2 separate regions of the Sus scrofa genome follow, and region 1 is linked to region 2. Evidence: chromatin contacts called from public Hi-C data. All regions are on one chromosome and are shown on one strand. The core of a region is the stretch at or near the end of the contact, and the rest is flanking DNA. Distances in the headings are between cores, read along the strand shown.

The links. A called contact is a pair of places that touch in the nucleus more often than the background predicts.
Region 1: a Hi-C map of embryonic fibroblasts shows a contact between it and region 2, with 2.9 times the contacts expected there. The contact joins two enhancer-like sites. A contact is called at or near these places in 2 of 47 Hi-C or Micro-C datasets (embryonic fibroblasts and mesenchymal stem cells) and 1 of 2 datasets of contacts at active chromatin or transcription factors (skeletal muscle).

Annotation. Positions count from the first base shown.
Region 1 is chr13:131,288,070-131,292,444 of Sscrofa11.1, forward strand. No RefSeq gene overlaps it. Among named protein-coding and RNA genes, the nearest start is that of CPN2, 47 kb to the right of the region's middle. Within about 2 kb of position 1,327, at least 52 of the 83 cell types and tissues checked have an H3K27ac peak or open chromatin away from gene starts, as enhancers often do. A contact at or near this core is called in embryonic fibroblasts and skeletal muscle, where this site is marked.
Region 2 is chr13:130,781,376-130,785,925 of Sscrofa11.1, forward strand. No RefSeq gene overlaps it. Among named protein-coding and RNA genes, the nearest start is that of OPA1, 160 kb to the left of the region's middle. Within about 2 kb of position 3,091, at least 23 of the 83 cell types and tissues checked have an H3K27ac peak or open chromatin away from gene starts, as enhancers often do. A contact at or near this core is called in embryonic fibroblasts and skeletal muscle, where this site is marked.

The sequences.
Region 1 (4,375 bases), core at 77-2,576, 500 kb after region 2:
AGTTCAAAACGAATCTCCCCAATCCATTTTCTTTAGGAATATTTTAAAGGAATAAAATTAACTATTGTTAGCTCAGCATCTCAAATGGGTTCTTTTTGAGAAATGTCAAGAAACAGATCTGGTAGCAGCACTTAAAAATAAACAAAGTACACCATTAAAAGATAAAGAAATGCTATTTTAAATTTTCATTCATTATGATTTATTGCCTGAATCTCCCCATAAAAAAGAGGGCCATGGTATGCCAACATCACGTTTCTGCTTTTGTCATGGGAATGGAATGTCTTTTGAACTGCTAAAGTAGATAATTTCAAGCCTGGAAGAAAAACAAGGGAGGGGGAAGGGGGAATGTAAGGGGGGAAAAAAAAGATCCTCCCATTTCCCAATAATTGCAAAGGCCAGGAATGTGCCATAGTGGCACTGAGGACCACGCGGCGAGGCGCCGGCTTTCAGTGGCGCAAGCGCCTCAGTCCCCTGGTGCCAGACCTGGGACTGGGAAGCCTATTCGGCCAGCTGCCCAGGACCCAGAGGCATTTGCGCCTTCCTGCGTCGGAGAGCAGTTTTCGTCTTTGTCGTTTTAAAGTTGGCCCCCGGGCCCCTCTGGGCAGCGCGCGCCTTGCGTGCGGAGCCGCGGCCCTCGCTGCGTGCGGAGGCTCCAGCCCGGCAAGGCGGCTGGAAAGGCCTCTCGAAAAGGGGCGTTCCGCTCGGCCCTCGGCGCCGCCGGCCTTCGTCGCCACCGGCCCGCACGGGGACTGAGGAAGGGGCTTTTTAAAGGGTTTCCCGGGAACAAAGGGGGCCCTGGCTCCCGGCTTCATTACCGGCTCCTCGGCCACACCAGCCGGCCCGCCCCGAGTCCGCCCCGCCGCGGCCACCCGCGGCCCCGCCCCACTCCCCAGCCCTCCCGCTCGCTCCTCTCCTCCCCGGCCCCCACACCCAGCCGGAGCTCCGGGCTCGCAGGAGCCTCCTGCCCCAGGAAATGCGCCCACCCCAGCGTCCTTTTCCCAGTGGGGAAGCTCTCCCGGCTTGAAGGAGAGGGAAGGAATTGGCCTAAACCGCCTTGAAGGGGCCACGTTTAAAAGATCCGGGCCCTAACTCTTGCCTGACCGCTCTCCTCTGCCATCGGCCAGGCTAAACAGCCTGGGCAGACCACAACCGGGAGTGGGCCATCCCAGGGCCAAGATTTTGACGCAAAGTAGACATTAGTGTGACCTCAGACATACTCTCTGGGCCTCTTGTTACGCAAAAATGGAGAGAGGCCGTTTTGAGGGTGAGTAGTAATGTCTGCAATTCTCTCTGTAGTAGGTGGTGATGAAATCCTGATTATAGTGTCATTAGAGCGTGGAACCAACAGCACCTAAGGGCAGCTGCTTTGGAAAGTGCCTCTGAAGTGACGGGGCGGGAGGGGTGGGGGGTGCGGTAACAAACTGCAGGCTCCTTCCCCTGAAAGAATGCTTGCTGCAGCCTCCCTATCCTGCTGCTCCCCCTCTCCCCCACCAAGCCCTTCTTCAGAGGGACCTCCGGAGCCTGTGACAAGCCCTTTAGGCAGGCGCTCCCTCAGAGTCAAATCCAGAGTCTTTGGAGAATGGCCCAGAGGCATTCCAAGACGCTGTGATGCCTACGGCCGGCAGACAAGCCAAATGGACCATTTTGTGGGAAGCCAGAGGTAATGAGAATAGACAGATCTTCATGGGTGGCAGGAAGGGCAATTCCAGAATGAATCATTGCCACTCTCCTTTCTTGCAGGGGATCTGGCTAGCACCCCACAGGACATGGGTGAAAGAACATTCACCATTAGAATAACAGCACAGCCACACAGGGGAAATTCCCAAAGGACCAAAGAACCACTCCAGTTTTTCAGTGCTGCCCTGGTAGAAGGCTGCTTCTATTGGTGCCTACCCAGAGGGCTGGTGACAACATCGGACCACCAGCCCGGGCAGAACAGGTGGGAAGCACTAACCCACAGGCAGCTGGGGAGAGCTATGCATCCTGTCCACCATCCCAACAGAAGGCCATTCCTTCTCACCTGGGTGATGAGCAGAGGAGCAAACAGCACCTGGAGCTGGGGATCAGAAAACCTCACCCAGATCCCAGCCCACAGCCTGATCAGCACCACCCCAGGAAGCAATGAGGGAAAATGTAGAAGAGGGGTCACCTTGTCCCTTCAGACAGGTTAGTACACTCCTGCTCCTCCTCGCTGTGCATACTGGGCACCAGTGATGCCCATCATTCAAGGAACACCAGCTGTTGCCTTAAAGTCCCCAAAGGACACAGGAAAAGCATTAGATGGGCGTTTCTGGAACACACCATCTTTTCCTTGCTGGACTGATTTCTAGCAGACCTGCCTAATAATTGGTCTAGATGTACTGCCTGCTCTGATGCATAAATATATATATATATATATACACACACACACACATATATATATGTCTTTTGTTATTTTTATATTTTCCTTTTATTTACATTTCCTCCCTATTTTTCCTACAGTGATCATGAGCTAATGGTGAACATTTTTTCAATTATTAAAAAGAAACAGGAACCCACGGAACAGTCTGGGAATTTAGATACCCAGTTAATGAAACGCCTAGTTGAGACTAAAACAGACCTTTTTTTTTTTTGCTTTTTAGGGCTGCACTCGCAGCATATAGAGGTTCCCAGGCTAGGGGTCGAATGGGAGCTACAATAGCCGGCCTACACCACAGCCACAGCAACGTGGGATCCAAGCCGTGTCTACGACCCATACCACAGCTCATGGAAACACCCGATCCTTAACCCACTGAGCAAGGTCAGGGATCTTACCCGCATCCTCATGGACCGCAGTCTTTTTTTGGGTTTGTTAACCACTGAGCCATGAAAGGAACTCCTAAAACAGACTTTAAAACTGCCCAAAGATGTTGAGGTGTTTAGGCACTTGTGTAGGAGCACATGTGGGCCGTGGGTGAGAAAGGGTTGTGTACCCAGTCCTAGACCCCAGGTTCATGCAGCATCTCTACTTGCGTCCTCTCAGACAAGATCACTTCACTTCAGAGAGAGAACCTTGTCCCCAAGACTCCCAGACCAGATGACTGGCAGCCAGTCTGTCCTACACAAAGGGACACTGCCCTGGATGCATCAGGAAGCTTGTGGCAGCATCCTGAGGAAGGCTCAGCACACAAGCTCTTCCCATCTGGGATAGTGGATGGCTGGCACTGGACTGTTGGACCGCTCTTAAAACACTCTTGGTGAGCTGGCCTCAAGCGGGGCGCTGAAGGCCCAGGGTGGATGACGCATTCCTGCCCCGACTCGGGCTGGCCTGGGAAGGAGGTGGAAGGCTTCCCTAATGAGATTCCCAGCCCTGCTCAGTCAACCAGAGGTGGTGAAATTAGCAAGGGCCAGAGACCTTGCTCTGGCTAGAGCAGAATCCTAAGAGTCCTCTTGCAAGAAGACCTGTTTGATCTGGAACAACAAGACCTCAGGATGAGTGGTATTTGTGGGTAGCTGGGGAATTGCTTTGAGGAGGGGGGGAATATGTACATATTCATGCGTGGTCGTTTTAAAAAGTCTGGGGAGGAATCTGCTAAATGCAAATTTTAATTTGATGGAAGTTTCCAAATTATTTCGTGCAACCTCCTATCTTAACTTGATACTTAAATATTAACTGAACTGTTTTTTTGTTCTGTTTTGTTTTGTTTTTGCTTTTTTAGGGCCATGTGGATATTCCCAGGCTAGGGGTCAAATCAGAGCTGTAGCTGCCGGCCCACACCACAGCTACAGCAATGCCAGATCTGAACCACATCTGGGACCTACACTACAGCTCACAGCAATTCCGGATCCTTAACCCACTGAATGAGGCCAGGGATCTAACCTAAGTCATCAGGGATAACAGATGGGTTTGTTACTGTTGAGCCACAATAGGAACTCCTGAAGTGGACTGTTTTTGACCTCTGATTCTGAACTAGTTAAAATCTTATTTCATCAGACTGATTTTTGAAGCCTAGAAGATTTCTCTCCAGTGGGGTGGAGCCCATCTACCAATTCTGGATGCATCAATGTGCTGGCCTATGGGCTGGCAGGTCTCCACATCTCAGATTCATACATCTAGAAAACCAGTGTTCTAGGTTAATATCTTTTCTTTTTTCCTTTCAAATTGATCTTTGGTCTAATTCACCCTTTTTGGAAGCTATAACTTTTTTGGGGGGGGGTCTTTTTTGTCTTTTTTTTTTTAGGGCTGCACCCTTGGCATATGGAGGTTCCCAGGTTAGGGGTTGAATCAGAACTGTAGCCACCGGCCTATACCAGAGCCATAGCAACGCCAGATCTGAGCTGCGTCTGCGACCTACACCACAGCTCATGGCAACGCTGGATCCTTAAGCCACTGAGGGAGGCCAGGGATCAAACCCGC
Region 2 (4,550 bases), core at 1,841-4,340:
GCACGGGGTGACCGTTGAAGGCTGGTGCCCCTGCAGAACAGCCTGGGGAGGGGAGGACCTGAAACAAGGAAGGGACCTGCAGGGCTGGAGCTCAGCGCATGTGCAGAAACGTGGTGGTAAGAGAGCCACGTGTTGGAGGGGTTGAAGACCCTGTAAAATATATAAACTTATCATATGCAAAAAGGAGGCATTGCCTGTAGGATTCGGAGCTGAGCTGTGTTTTAGGAAGATTCTCCTCACAGTGAAGGAAAAAAAGAAAAAAGAAAGAAACAAGAACCTGAAGTTGGAGGCAGTGGTTTTGGAGAGAAAAAAGGAAGATCCCAGCCCTCCCACCCCACCCCCCATTCCCCACACCCACCCCCGCCTTCTTCCAGGGGATGTGAGCCAGGGAATCAAGCCCTTCAGTCCTCCTGGGACTTTTGGCTGCTCTTCCAACCTGTTCCCGCAGCATTAATTGGAAGCCAGGAAGAGTGAGTAGTGTCCTTGGGAGCCCCACAGGGGACAATGGAAGGCTTCCAGGAGAAATGCCACTGCCGTTTGGGAGCTGTGACCCCACTGTGGTTCTGAATCTGCAACTGGCAAGCCACATTTTTCCAAGGAAGGGGATGCCTGCCACAGGAAATAATAAATCTCTCAAGATTTACGGGTCAGGAAATTCTTTCAGGAATATAAATAGAGAAGAGGTGAGGCAGAGGTGGGGCGGGGCAGGGGAGCAGTTGCCTGGGATCCTCCTGGCACACCCAGGGGGCTGGGCTGGGGATTTTTCCCTCAGAACTCCTGGTGAGAAGGACTTTAAAGGGAACCTCCTGGGAACGCTCTCTCTTGCTCCTCCACCATTGAATTCATGGCTCTTCCTCTGCGAAACGGCAGGGATGGACTAAATGACTTGTAAGGTCTTTATCACCAGGTCATTGGGTGCTTGTAGTAAAGCCCAGTGTTCTCACTCTGGGTCCCGATCGTGCTGTGTGTCTCACTCTCCCCGACTGAAAAGGCAATCAACGGAGTCTCACACGTCACCCGTGGTTTGGACTGAGGATTAATGAGAGGACATCTGGAAACTTCCCTTGGAGGGATACATCTGGGCCTGATTACTTTCTTATTTACTGTCTTTTTACTCTGGAGACAGACTCGTAGACTCACCCTAGGGAACTATAACAGAAGCATGCACGCCATCCCAACACACCTCCCAAATTACCCACAGCCTGGCTGCAGGCAGTGGCCGTGGAGGAATCCACACAGGCACCGACGTGGCACATACACGTGCACGCACACATGCACACGCGCGCCTTACTTCTCCCTTTTCTGACTTTGTCAGTTAGATGGTGCATTGCCTTCTCTGTCAGAGATGCGCAACCAGGGCTGGTGGAATCTAAAAAAATGATACAAATGAAGTTATTTACAAAACAGTGTGAACTGGAGTTTGGCACTTGCCATCACAGTCTACATGGATTAAGTCACGAGCCACTGCAGCCGCCGACCCACAACAGCCCCTGAGCGGAGCTCAGGAGTAAGGTACTCTGTGCTCTGGGAAAACTGGAAGAACAGGTCTTCAGATACTTAGATATTTTTAGGAGCCCACTTCTTGCATCTCCTCTATCTTTCTAGATGGAAAAACACTAAAATCCTTCATGGTGATGTCTGTTCGGTGTGACTAGTGGTAACCTTCAGGAGACCAGCAGCAAATTTTAGAAAATGTGTGCACGGCTGCAGGCACCTCCCCCTTGACCTTTATCCTATATATCCTAGCTTCCCACTCACTTCCTTGGAGCAGTTTTCTCAGGGCTACCTGAGATGCTGTCTCCCGGGCTTAAGCCCGAATTTTGCCCCAAATAGAACGTAACCCTCAACGTTCAGGCTGTGCATTTTTTTAAGGCGACAACAGAAATGGACTCACCCACACAGGAAATAATTTATGGTTACCAAAGGGGAAACGTTGAGGGGAAGGGTCAATTCAGATTTTTCCATTAACATATACACACTACTATACATAAAATAGATCATCAACCAGGACCTGCTATATAGCACAAGGAGCTCTACTCATTATTTGGTAATAACCTCCATGGGAAAAAAAATACAAAAAAGAATGGGTATGTGTATATGTATAACGGAAGCATTTTGCTGTACCCCTGAAACTAACACAGCATTGTAACTCATCTCTACTCCAGTATAAAATAAAAATTAAATTAAAATGAAACCAACCAACCAACAGGCTCTCCCCTGCCTCCCACTCCAGGCTGGCTACTGGTTTCTGCCAGCAGATGGCGCACGGAGCTCTCAGACCACCAGCCACATCCTCAGGCCTGAACTCCTGGCCTCCCCACCCCCAGGCTTGGAATGGGATAATTTGGGAGTCATCTGTGGGAGGGCTGCCAAGGACTTAAATTTACTATTTGGAACTTGGATAAGTTTCCCCAGACGGGGCACTAGAGGGGAGAGAGGAAAAGGGAAGGGGGGGCGGCTTCTCGGGGCCGGGGGCGGGGGGCAGCATCTGGTCCAACTCTGGCGGCCAGACGAGTCCTTCCTGCAAGGTTCCACCCAAAGGGGTGTCTGAAGCCAGGACGGGTCACACCCTGGAAGGGAAATGCTTTCACTGGTGTGAAAACCCAAGAGAACAAAAGGATTCACAGACCAAAAATGAAGCCAACGAGAGCTTCGAAATCCTGGGCATTCCTCCCACTCCCAATCCCCTGACTCATCCCTGAACCCCAGTTTCAACCTCACCAACTGTGTGAAGCTGTGGCTGACCTGTGCGCCTGGTGTCAGAATTAATCACTAGCTGCCTCCTTGGGCCTCTGGCGCTCCAGCCCTCGGGCATCAATCAACTCTCCCAGGGTGAGAGCAACTTGCACAAGTACACGTCACTTGCATATGATGGTGGTTACCCCAGGCTGGGGGCCAGGTCCCACTCATCCCCGAATCCCCACGAGTCCAGAACAGGGCATGCTCACAAGTCCTGGAGAGTCTGGGCTCAGCAAAGACAATTCTTTCCAGAGCCTGGAGAAAATTCTACCAGCTGGAACAATGAGGTCAAAGGAGAAACTCCCTCTTAGGTGGGGTCACAGGACTCCTGGGGTAGGTGAGATACACACACACACAGAGACATGCATCAGAGGAGAGAATGCAAAAAATGTGGTGGTGCCAGCCTCAGAGAGGCCTGGAAATGCCTTCTTAATTGAGCCTTTCTGGGACCAGGCTGGCTGGAGGAGGGACAGGACCAGAGAGGAGCTAGTGGGGAAGGGTGCAGGGCTTTCCGATCCCACCTCCTTGTGGAAGTTTTGAGACATCAAAGGCAGAGCCTCCTGGATTTTCCCTAGGAAGTACCATATGGCCACTCTGTCTATGGAGATTTGCTGTCTCCTGGAACAGTTCCGTCTGTAGGAAAGTCTTGCCTAATAGGAACCCAAGTCCATTTTCTGACAGCTTTCACCCACCGGAGAGACGCAGGACAGGAAATTCATGTGGTAGAGAAGGGACACAGGAATCTCTGCAAAGTCCCCACAAGGTGCTAGCCATCCTGCGTATGTTGTGTCGCCATCCAGAAAAGCCCGGGGAGGAGTTCCCGACGTGGCGTGGTGGAAATAAATCCGACTAGGAACCATGAGGTTGCGGGTTCAATCCCTGGCCTCGCTCAGTGGGTTAAGGATCTGGCATTGCCGTGAGTTGTGGAGTAGGTCTCAGGTGCAGCTCAGATCTGGCATCACTGTGGCTCTGGCGTAGGCTGACGGCTACAGTTCTGATTAGAACCCTAGTCTGGGAACCTCCATATGCCGTGGGTGTGGCCCTGAAAAAAAAGACAAAAAAAGAAAGAAAGAAAAGCCTGGGGATATTGCTGTCATAGGTGTTATCGTCCCCTTGTGGATGAGGAAAGACAGTTCTGAGTAAGAGGTGTGTAGCCTGCTCAGGACACATGTTCTGCATGGGCTTGCATCTTGCCTGGCCTCCGGCTTCCCTTCACACGCTGGAGACAGGGTCCTGGCTCCAAAAGCCCTCTCCTCCCCAGGTTATATGCTCAGGTCTTCAACACTCCCTGCCTCCCCTCTGCCACCCCACGCCCAGCTCATGCCCCCCAGTCCACCCTGGCCAGCTTCTGGGAAGCCCTCCGATTGAGCGGCATCCTTCTACAGAGACGTTCCCAGACATAAGCCTTGTTACTTGGCTTGGAGGGCATTACAACCAGCTAGCAACTGATGTACTTGTTTTGTTTTGTTTTGTTTTTTGTTTTGTTTTGTTTGCTTGAAGAGCTAACATGAACCTTGACTCCTGGACACACAAGGCCTTGGCCCCTAGGAGGGCACTGGACAGCAGGAGGTGCCCAGTCGGAGGTCCACGGGCGTCAAACCATCAGCCAGGATGGTGGAGACAGTGCCTTCTTCTTCCTGTTCGCCTCCTCCCAGGCCTCTGAGCCACTAACCCTGCCACTTGGAATATAGGAAGCATTAGGTCTTGTGACTTTTTTTTTTTTTTTTTTTTTTGTAAATAGGTATAATACATTCCCATGGTTTAAAATTCAAAAGTACAAAATGGGAGTTCCCTTCATGGCTCAGCAGTTA